Regions from separate parts of the Mus musculus genome. Here region 1 is linked to region 2. Evidence: chromatin contacts called from public HiChIP or PLAC-seq data. All regions are on one chromosome and are shown on one strand. Each heading gives the region's core, a stretch centred on a gene start, on an enhancer-like site or on the middle of the called end of the contact. The rest is flanking DNA. Distances are from core to core; before and after follow the strand shown. Region 1 holds the start of Cfap99 (cilia and flagella associated protein 99). Region 2 holds the start of Poln (DNA polymerase N).

What was found. HiChIP or PLAC-seq counts read pairs in DNA pulled down with a chosen protein or histone mark.
Region 1: a contact with region 2 is called in an H3K27ac HiChIP or PLAC-seq map of embryonic stem cells, with 14 read pairs. The contact joins the promoter of Cfap99 here to the promoter of Poln in region 2. A contact is called at or near these places in 1 of 39 promoter capture datasets (the SN4741 cell line), 4 of 484 Hi-C or Micro-C datasets (cerebral cortex, embryonic stem cells and stem cell-derived neurons), 5 of 115 datasets of contacts at active chromatin or transcription factors (embryonic stem cells, extraembryonic endoderm stem cells and forebrain) and 3 of 9 other capture datasets (adipose tissue, liver and pancreatic islet).

Annotation. Positions count from the first base shown.
Region 1 is chr5:34,287,359-34,292,460 of GRCm38.p6, reverse strand. It overlaps Cfap99 (cilia and flagella associated protein 99), which reads right to left and starts at 3,796. Exons shown (of 16, transcript NM_001370805.1): 1 at 3,701-3,796. It overlaps Zfyve28 (zinc finger, FYVE domain containing 28), which reads left to right and starts at 4,137. Exons shown (of 13, transcript NM_001015039.1): 1 at 4,137-4,362. The coding sequence starts at 4,324.
Region 2 is chr5:34,166,904-34,171,939 of GRCm38.p6, reverse strand. It overlaps Poln (DNA polymerase N), which reads left to right and starts at 2,414. Exons shown (of 25, transcript NM_181857.4): 1 at 2,414-2,550. Haus3 (HAUS augmin-like complex, subunit 3) reads left to right here and starts at 2,516. Exons shown (of 5, transcript NM_146159.1): 1 at 2,516-2,550; 2 at 3,497-4,535. The coding sequence starts at 3,627.

The sequences.
Region 1 (5,102 bases), core at 2,547-5,046, 120 kb before region 2:
CAGGCATGTCCAGTGGTCTCTCAGGTTGTCGAGGTCCTATCTACATGCTAACTATCATTAGATACTCTGATGGGAATATTAGATTTTCCTTTTTCAGTAAGTTTCCAATCTGGAAGCCCAGGTCTTGGGCTGAATTGATGTGGATGTGTTGCCCAGGGTGCCAGGGAGCAAAGACTGCTTCCTGCTCCCCTGCTATGGAGCCTGTGTGTCTCTGCAAAAAGGGTGGGTCAAGTGCCCGAGGCTGACCTGAGTCAGGGAGGATGGAAGGAATTAATTCAAGCCCTCCCAGGTCTAGAGTTGACCTTGGTAGAGGATCCAAATGGAATGGACCAAAGAACCAACCTGAAGGTGGGAGGGAGCTCCCAGGAGCCAGCCTGACCCTCTGCTCACTGTGTGGTGGAGGCTGCCTTGCCCCACACCTGGGCAAAGAGCAGGTGCTTTGTGAGGGTGGATAGACTCTGAATCCCCTCTGAAATTCACCTAAAGTTTGAGAAAAACAATCATATCTGCGACTGGAGAACAGGCATGGGCTCAGCCAACTCTGAAGCATGCTTCGAGCACCTCAACTCTACACTAAGTTTTGGTTTAATTTTTTTCTTGTTTATTTTTGTTTTGGGGAAGGTGGTCTTGATATGTAGTGGAGTCTGGCTTCAAAATCTCCATCCTCCTGCCTCTGCTTCCTCAGTGCTGGGATCACAGGCCCACATATCCACAGCCAGACTCAGCTTTACTTAAAATAATTGTCTGTTTACTTGCTTTTAGTGCAAGAGACAGAACCCACAGCATCTCCTACACTGGGTAATTGGTCCAATACTGAGCCACATCTCAAGTATCTCAGTATTATTTAGTTTGCGGGTGAGAATTGAGATCTAACTCCTAAGTGGATTGATTACCTTTAAATATGGCTCTTTAACTCCATTCTCGAATCAGGGCTCAATGGTCTGGCCCTTGAGGTAACCTGGAAGGCAGGCTGAAGCAAGCAAGGAGGGTTCGTTTCTATCAGATGCAATCCACTTCAACAGCTTAGGCCATATCAAACATATGTTAGTGAAAGCACCCTCTTTCCCCACAACTAAAGCTGCTCTGCTAAGTGTGGCGGCTACTGTTGAGGTTTTGTCTTTTACTGTGTATCACAATGTTAAGTGTTGGGGGAGGGGAAAGACCAGGAGTCTGCACATAGACCTAAGTGACCCTGCCCCCAGGCTATTTCTGATTGGTATATAAAGATGCCAATAGCTAATAGCTGAGCAGAAGAGACATCGGTGGGGTTTAGATTTTCTGGGCTTGGGATTGGAGAAGAACCATGAGAAGAAGAAGGTGCAGGAGGAAGGAGAAGCCACCATAGGTTTAGATGAGCTGGCCTCGAGGGCTGGCCAATTGAAGTTAAGAGCAGCCCAGATGAAACATAGTAAGTAGTAAGTAATAATTTGGGGTTATCAATAGGAAAGTAGATTCTAATTGCATATAAGGTAGGTATCTGCTCAGCTGTTGTGCTGTTTAAGGCTTATTGTAAATATAAAGGTTGTGTCTTTTATCCATGAACTAAATGGTCAAAGACTGTGTAGAAACCCCAGGTTGGAATTAAAAATTTCTACAACAGGCTATGAAGCCACTCCTTGCAGCTTTCTCTTCCCTCCTGAACTACAAAGCCTGACTCTCACTTGGGCCTATTGTTACCCAACCGGTCAGTGACATTTCTCAGCCTCCTTGAAAGCTGGCTATGGTCGTGTGTACAAGTTCTTCCATCTCTCAGAAGTACTAGAGAATAAACTGTGGGAGCATTAGCCTGAAGTGTAGGACATCTCTTTCTTCTCTTTTCCAGTAGGTTCATGGGCTTAGGAGGCGATGGCTAGAACCAGTGCAGCCATCCTGAATCCTCAGTAAACAGGTCAAGGATGGTAGCCAGAAAGCTGGTTCCTGTTGCATGTCCAGAATTACCTCTGCACACATCTCTCTCTCTTTTTTAAAGATTTATATGTAAGTACACTGTAGCTGACTTCAGACACACCAGAAGAGGGCATCAGATCTCATTACGGGTGGTTGTGAGCCACCATGTGGTTGTTGGGTTTTGAACTCAGAACCTTCAAAAGAGTAGTCAGTGCTCTTACCCGCTGAGCCATCTCACCAGCCCTGCACACATCTCTTGAATGTGAACAAATCTGTCATGCTGGGATCTTTCTGCCTATAGTTAAGCCTGATCCTGATATACCTACCTCCTTGGGCTCAGCCTTTATCTTGGGCACAACTTCCAATATGAAGCATAGAAACAGCTTCTGCACAGTAATAGCCCCAGGCTTTGGAGTTGGCCAAGGGTGAACAGACACCAGATAATTTATTAATCTACTTACTACTGGACATGAATTCATGTGTCTGCTCAACGTCTTCACTTGGAGAAGATGATGGCTTTGGGAAGAGCTGCTTTTAGTTTTCTTTTAAAATTTTTTTACTTATTTTTATGTGCGTGTATATATGGGTGCATATGTAAGTGTGTGCACTTCCATGGGGCGGCCAGAAAATGACCGTAGTGTAGCCCTGGCTGTCCTGGAACTCACTTTGTAGACCAGGATGGCCTCAAACTCAGAAATCTGCCTGCCTCTGCCTCCCAAGTGCTGGGATTAAAGGCGTGCGCCGCCACGCCCAGCTCCACCTTGTGTTTTGGGCAGAGTTTCCCATTATTGTGGTGCTCACCAACTAGGCAATAGGCTACATTGACTAGTGAACCCCGTGGGTCCATCTTCTTAGCCTCTGAAGTGCAGCGATTGTAAATGTCATAATGCCTGGCCTTTTTTACAAAAATATATTTATTTCTTATGTTTATGTGTATTTGCCTGCATGTATGTATGTGCATCACATGCATGCAGGGCCCATGAAGTCCAGAAGAGGGGTTTGATTATTTGGAGGTGGAGTTACAGAAAGTTGTGAGCAGCCATGGAGGTGCTGGTGACTGAATCTGGGGCCTTGCCAAGAGCACCCACTGCTCTTAATCACCGTGCTATCTCTCCAGTCCATGCCTAGGGTTTTTGTTTTTGTTTTTGTTTTTCCAGTGAGTTCTGGCATGCTGAACCTTCTTCCACTAATTAGGCAAACACGTCACTGATTGAGCTATCTTCCCAGCCCCACAAGCAGTTTTTATGACTGAGAGAGTATACAGTTGTGGACATGTTGACTCTAAGGTGATCTGTTAGTTGTACAAATAGTGAAGAACAGGCAAACATCTGAATTCAAGCATTTAGGCTGGAGGGAAAAAATGTTTTTAAAACCACGTAGCTGCCTGGAACTACATAGAAATGGGTGGAGAGCAGCTTCCAAGGAGTAAGAAGGGAGCTACAAAGCAGGTCCAGGGCTGAGGGGCTAAGGGAAGATGCAGGAACTGCTAGGGTACACACACTGTATTAAGAGGTAGTCATCTGGGTCACCTGTTAACAGAGAGAGAGAGAGAGGGAGAGAGGGAGAGAGGGAGAGAGGGAGGGAGGGAGGGAGGGAGGGAGGGAGGGAGAGGGAGGGAGAGAGAGAGATTGATTGGAGGTGGTGGAAAACACCCTACTTTTATTTTTGGAGGTGGGAAGAAAAGCGCAAAGGTAGCTCGCTAAGGCCAGAAAATAGGCAAAGATTGGAGAACTGGAGAAAACGAGTTAGGGAGAAGAGGATGGGCTGTGCCTGGCTCCCTGTGGCGGCCCCTCACCTTAACCTGCCTGCCTACCTGCGGGCCTCTTGGCCTTCCTTGGCTTTAACCTCGTAGTCTGTCCAGGCGCCGCGGGCGGGAGCGTTCACTGGCCAGCTCCGGTACCCGCAGATCGCCTAGGCATCGTTTGGGCGCCGTCACCTAGCAACGCCGCGCAGGCCCTGCCCGCGGTGGGCGCCGGGACCTGTAGTCCTGAGCCTCCCTCCCTTGGTGCGCGTCCCGGGTGGGGTACGGCGTGGCGTTGGGCGGGGATTGGCGGCCTCGCCGGGCTCGCCCCATCCACCACTTGCAGCGGGCCGGGGGCGTGCGGCGCCTCCGGCGCATGTGCGGTCGTGACCGGCGGAGGCGCTGGGTGCTCTTAAGCCGTGAAGCACCGCGCGCCCTGTGCCCGCGCCTTTCCGCGCGCCCGCCCGCTCGCGGGTTTGGGTCGGCCGCGCGCCGCTTGCTGAGCATCCTTCCGGCCGCGCACCTGCCCCGCGCACCTGCAGCCAGCTGCTCGGCGCTAGGCGCCGCGCACACGATCTGCTTGCTCAAGCAGGTCCCGGCCCTGCCTGCGTGTCCACCCCGCGCCGCAGCCGGACCCGGGCGCAGCGCTGCAGAGGGCGAGGGCCGCCCGGAGCGTGGCTCGGGCCGGCGCGGCGATGATGAACAGATTCCGAAAGTGGCTGTACAAACCCAAGGTGAGCGGCTCCAGCTGCGGACCATGTCCCGGCGTCGCGCTTTCCCCCCTCCAGATCCCTTATCCTGCAGGTCCCTCCTTGATAGATAGACCTCGTTTCCTTGGCCCTGTATGAATTTCTTTCTCCAGTTCATGGGATGCCCTTTCCCTGCATTCCGCGACTTGGACAGACCATGTACCTGGCGCGCATTGACTGCTCTTTTCCAGTACCAGACGGGGCTCTTTCTTTCGGGCCTGGGTGTACTGTCATGTTTCTCCTCGTCTGGATACTAGATGGGCTGGCTCCAGCTCGCACCCAGCGGTCCCAGCCTGCGTGCTCAGAGCCCCTACTTCTCTTGGTTCCCTCTAGCCTCACCGCTGATGCTCCTTCATCTTTTCGCAACACAATTATTCTGTCCTAGGATAGTGGGTCTCCCACCCTCCCTTCGCACTTGGGAACCGACCGTTTCATTCCCCTTTCTCCAACCTTAGGCTTTGGTCAGACTCTTTCTTCCCGTATCTTAGAGGTCCCTCACGCCGCGGTCTGGTCCTCTATCCCAAAACGGAGTAATTGGATCTTGGTCCAGTTCTCATCTCTATCCTGTTCCGGTAGCCGCCTGCACCCTTTTGGATCTCCGACCAGTCCTCTGCCCAGTCGCGGGGTGAGGCTCGTGGAGCTTGAAGCTTCAGTGGGCCGGAGGTGCGATTCACCAGCCAGTTCGGGTCCAGGCGGCGCGCCCCGGCAGCCGTGCCAGTCGCACT
Region 2 (5,036 bases), core at 1,165-3,664:
CAATCAAGAGCAAATATCCCTGACCCCAACTCCATGGTCTTAAGAAAAGTCAACTTTCTTCTGGAAGAACAAGACCGATAGGAGGAAGCTGCCAGACCACATCTCACTGGCTGACGGCCCCCAGTGTTCTGCCAGCTCCTGGGCTCCCTTGCCTTTTCCGAATTGTCCAGTGCCAGCTTTCTCAAACCTTTTGTGACTTTTTTTTTTTTTTTTTTTTTTTTTGGTAGAATCAAGCTAACACATGTCTGAGGCTGTTGCTCCCTCCTCCATGTTGTCTGGAGAACAGATCTCTTCACTTCCGTTAAACTGCATCCAAAAACAACCTTCAACAGCACAGTTGTATACAAAGTTTTAAAACTGTCTGTAAATATACTGTATAAAACATAAAATAATTTTTAATATTGATGACAGGAGAGTAAGGCCAACAGAAAAGACTCAGGTCCTGCATTTTGGTTTGTTTCGCCCATTACATTCTCACAGGCTTGCTTAGGACCGATTAGCTCCTCGGTTCCCGTTACCTTTTGACCCCACTAAAACCACAACTGAGTTTGAGTAGAAGAAAGCAAGCTTGTCTTGGAAATAAGTTTAACATACTTGCCTTCTTAAGTTTCTAATCCAGTCCCAAGAAAACTTTCCAGTTCTGTATAATTGACCCCATTGTGTTTGCTGTTTGTACTCAGGGGGCTGATCCTGTTCTAATCTTTATGTTTTCATGGCTTCTTATGGCCTCGCAAACACTTCTCAAACAAGGAGCGGTGGTCAGCAATTCAAGAGAGCGAGCTGGGGGCCAGGAGTCACTAAGAACAGTGGGTTTTCTAGAAGGTCTCATGGGTCCCAGGCTGTGCCTGGGGGGAACCTCAGCCTGCAAAGTAGCCCTTTGTCTTTCTGGCATCTTTAATTCCATCTCCTCCGAGCTCTTCCGCACAGTCTATAAATATCCTCCAGTTCCTCCCACTTTAAAACAAAACAACACCAAAAATCCTCTCAGCCTTGCATTCCCACCCCCTCATCTTGTGTCATTTGGCTCTTTTTCTCTCAGTCTTTGCCGCCTCAGCAAAATTTCCCAAAAGTACTGCCTGCACTTCCTCTGGCCAAAACCCACTCAACGCCAGCTCCCTGCTGAGCCCCTACCTCCAGTTTGGCATCTGGGGTCCTCTTGGGCCAGTCCCCTGATGTCCTAACCACATTAGGCACCATTCTAAGAACTTTTCCCCTGTACTGTTTGTTTTTATTTACTTTCCGGTTTTATTGACCTTCAAAAGGAGGATAAAAGTTAAATAAGAATTAATAGGAAATGTCTTCAACTCAAATTTAAATGATCTGCTTAGAACATTAGTTTTTCTCTCTTTGAAAACATGAATATCTGGGCATGGTGATTCATACCTGTGGCCCCAGCACTTGGAGATGCTAAAGTAGGATCTTGAGTTGAAGCCCAGCCTGGGTAGAGAAGCAAATCCTTGTCTCACAAAACAAATAAGCCCAGGGAAAAAGATCCAGAAAGAATTCTACCTAGTAGCAACTAGACTAGACCCTTGTCTGATACATCACCCTATTTATGATTAGAAGAGGGGAATACTATTTTTTTAATGATCAAAGCCCAGATCTTGTGAATTTATATATCATCTTACAAGAGAGTGGTTAAGTTGCAAATGCTGTCTGATAGAAAAAAATGAACAGATTATGACCCATACAGACAAGTTGTTACCAATGCCAACTGTAACTCCAAAGATCAGTTTTCTGGGACCATAGGACATTAACTAGGCTTGCATCTGAGTTCAGCATTCTGTCTTTCATTGAATGACGGCGGGCATCCTCAGAATGTCTGTACTTCTGAGTTAAATGCATTCTAAAACTGATGTATTTTACACCTTGACATTTTGAAGATGGGATCTTGGAGGGAGTCAGCTTTTGCTTGGAAGTCATCGAGGCCTTGGGAGTTAAGTGATTTTTGTTAAATAACCATTGTAAAAGATTCTATAGCCAACAATCCTACCCTGCAAGAGACCTGATAGGGTCCCAGCTGCTTGTTATTAGCACCAACGCTGGATCACCCTACCAGTGGTGGTGGTAAGAGCTGTTGGGGGAAGAAGGGGTCTGTTCGGCCTCAAACTTCCGGTCCCCTAGTGGTGTCACAGACCGCAAGCCATTCTTAGGACAGGAGGCCTAACTGAACTAGAGGGCCAAATGGCCAAGGCAACAAAGCAGCCGGAAGAGACCCAGACTCCAACTCCCGAGCGGGGGCGGGGTGGGGCGGAGCGAGGGCAGAGCCTATAGTGAGAAAACCAATCCTCTTGAGCCTAGCGGGAAGGACGGCGGGCCAGAGGCGGGGCTAAGGGGCGGTGCGTCCGTCAGGAAAGCCAATCACTTTACCCCGGCTCGTTGAAGGGGGTTGGTCTGCGGGTCCTCCTTCGCTTTCTCCGGGATACCTCGCCGCCTGCGCTGACTTTACGGATGTTGTAATCTGCGCGTGCGCGTCCTGGCACTCCCGTGAGGCACTGCGGCGCGCGCGGTTGGAGGCTGGCAGAGAGCAGTGACTGCGGCTTTCCTGAGGTAAGGGTCTTGTAAGTTCGGGGTTGGCGGGGCCGCCGCTACCCTCCTACAGCCTGCTTGAGGCATCGATAGAGGTCGCTGGGCCCAGGCGCGGGGTGTGCGGGGAGGCTGAGGCTTTGTGCCAGAGGTGGGGGCGGAGGTACGTGGCCGGTCATCCGGCTGGGGTTGGTAGCTTTATTTTTCGGATACTGCGGATAAAACCCAAGGCCTCAATCATACGAGGCAAACGTTAAACCGGAAATACACACTTATCTGTTACCCAGCTTTTAAAAACAGCAATTTGGTACTTTTGTGGGCGTGTTTTATTAGAGCTCTTAAGTGTCATAACTGGATACTCAGAAACAAACCAAAACCAACCCAGAGAGTTTGCTACCAGAGTGTCAAATACATCGTGATTTTAAGACCTGCCATTGTCACTGACCTAAGTTTGGTTCAAGTCGTGGTTCATTGTGTTCTATTCGAAATAAAACTTCTTACTTGATGATTGATGGGTACTTTGAAACTTGTCAATTTGTCCTGGTTTTCTCTGCGTTAGACTGGTTATATCTATAGATTGAGTCCTTTGAGACTGATGGAACGCTGATTGAAGTAAATATTTAGTTGATTCTTCCTTAGAAAGGTAGGCATATTTCTTTTTCCTAACTAGAAACTACAGGGGAAACAGCTATTTTACAAAATGTAATTTATTTTAAGTAATTTCATCATTGGGAAAAAAAATCAGTTTTTTTTTATTGTTATATCTTCATTAATTAGATTCTTCATTACTGTTGTAGTGTCCTAAGCAACACCCTGATTGCTTCTGTTTTGCTTTGTCTTTGTCAGATATTGCACGTGCATCTGCTTTTAACTTAAGTAGTCTCCTGATGTCATCTGATAAAATGATCTGTATATTTAAAATTCATTTGCCTTGTTCATGGTCTAATACTTGTGTTCTTTCCCCCACTAGGAAAACACATTATAGATTGTATTTTTTTTCCTTCTTCTATGGACTTAGCGTAAATATGTTTTTTTCTGTTTGAACTTAGTTTAAAAAAATAGATTCATATCAAATATTTAAAAACAGGAGTAGTTAAACCATGAGTTGTGGAAATGAGTTTGTGGAAACATTGAAAAAAATTGGTTATCCCAAAGCTGATATTCTTAATGGAGAAGATTTTGACTGGCTCTTTGAGGATGTTGAAGATGAGTCATTCTTGAAATGGTTTTGTGGGAATGTGAATGAACAGAATGTATTGTCTGAAAAAGAATTGGAAGCCTTCAGCGATCTCCAGCGATCAGGCAAGCCTATCCTAGAAGGAACAGCATTGGATGAAGTTCTTAGGACCTGTAAAACTTTTGATTTGAAGACATGCAAACTGGATGACAAAGAGATACAGATATTAGAGGATGAGGTTCAAACTCTGCAGAAATTAAATAACTCAAAAATTCAGCGACGGAATAAATACCAGTTAATGGTTTCTGAAACTAGCTACAGGTTTCTGGCATTAAATGCTAAACAAGAGGAGGCCACTAAGAAGCTGAAACAGAAGCAAGGATTCCTAAATTCTGTGAATACTAAGCTCAGTAATGAACTTCAGGGTCTTACTGAGGAAGTTAATAATTTGATGATATTCTTCAGAAATTCTAATTTAAGTGAAAGAACAAATCCAATGGTGTTTTTATCTCAGTTTCCCTTGGGAAAATACATAAGCCAAGAAGAGCAGAGCACAGCAGCATTAACCTTATACACAAAAAAGCAATTCTTTCAGGGCATGCACGAAGTAGTTGAAAGTTCAAATGAAGACAATTTTCAACTTTTAGATATACAAACACCGTCTATTTGTGATAATGAAGAAATCCTTAGGGAGCGACGACTGGAGATGGCTAGACTGCAGATGGCATGTATTTGTGTCCAGAAACAGATCATATACTTGAAAACAAGTAATTTGAGCATGAAGTCGAGTATAAAATGGGCGGAAGAGAATCTTAATAGACTAACCAATGAGGTAAGCATAAGAAATAAGACTGAATTCATATTGTAATTGTTAGGAATATAGAGTTTAATATTGCTGCTAATTTAGAAAAGGGGGGAAATCTAATTTTAATTTTATAGAAAATTATATTAGTATAGCATATTAATATAATTTATTAATTATGTAATATAATTAATGTAATTTTATAGTACATATTTGCAGTATGTATTTCATACAAATATATTATTAATCATATTACTAGAATTTAGTAATTTTATCCTCAGTAATATTACTGAGCAAATTTTGGACAAAAATAACCTTACTTTGCATTATGAATCTGAAAATTGTGTCATTTCAATTACAGATTAAACTGGGGTTTCTGTTTTTTGGTATAAACCAAGGAAACTACTTGCTTAACTATGGATATTCTGCCTTGTTTCCTCTGACAAGAAGATAGTATTAATGAAGTCCAGGATTCAGTGGAGTGACTTTCTCATTACTTGTTGAGAATATGTAGATATATTGCAGTTGTTC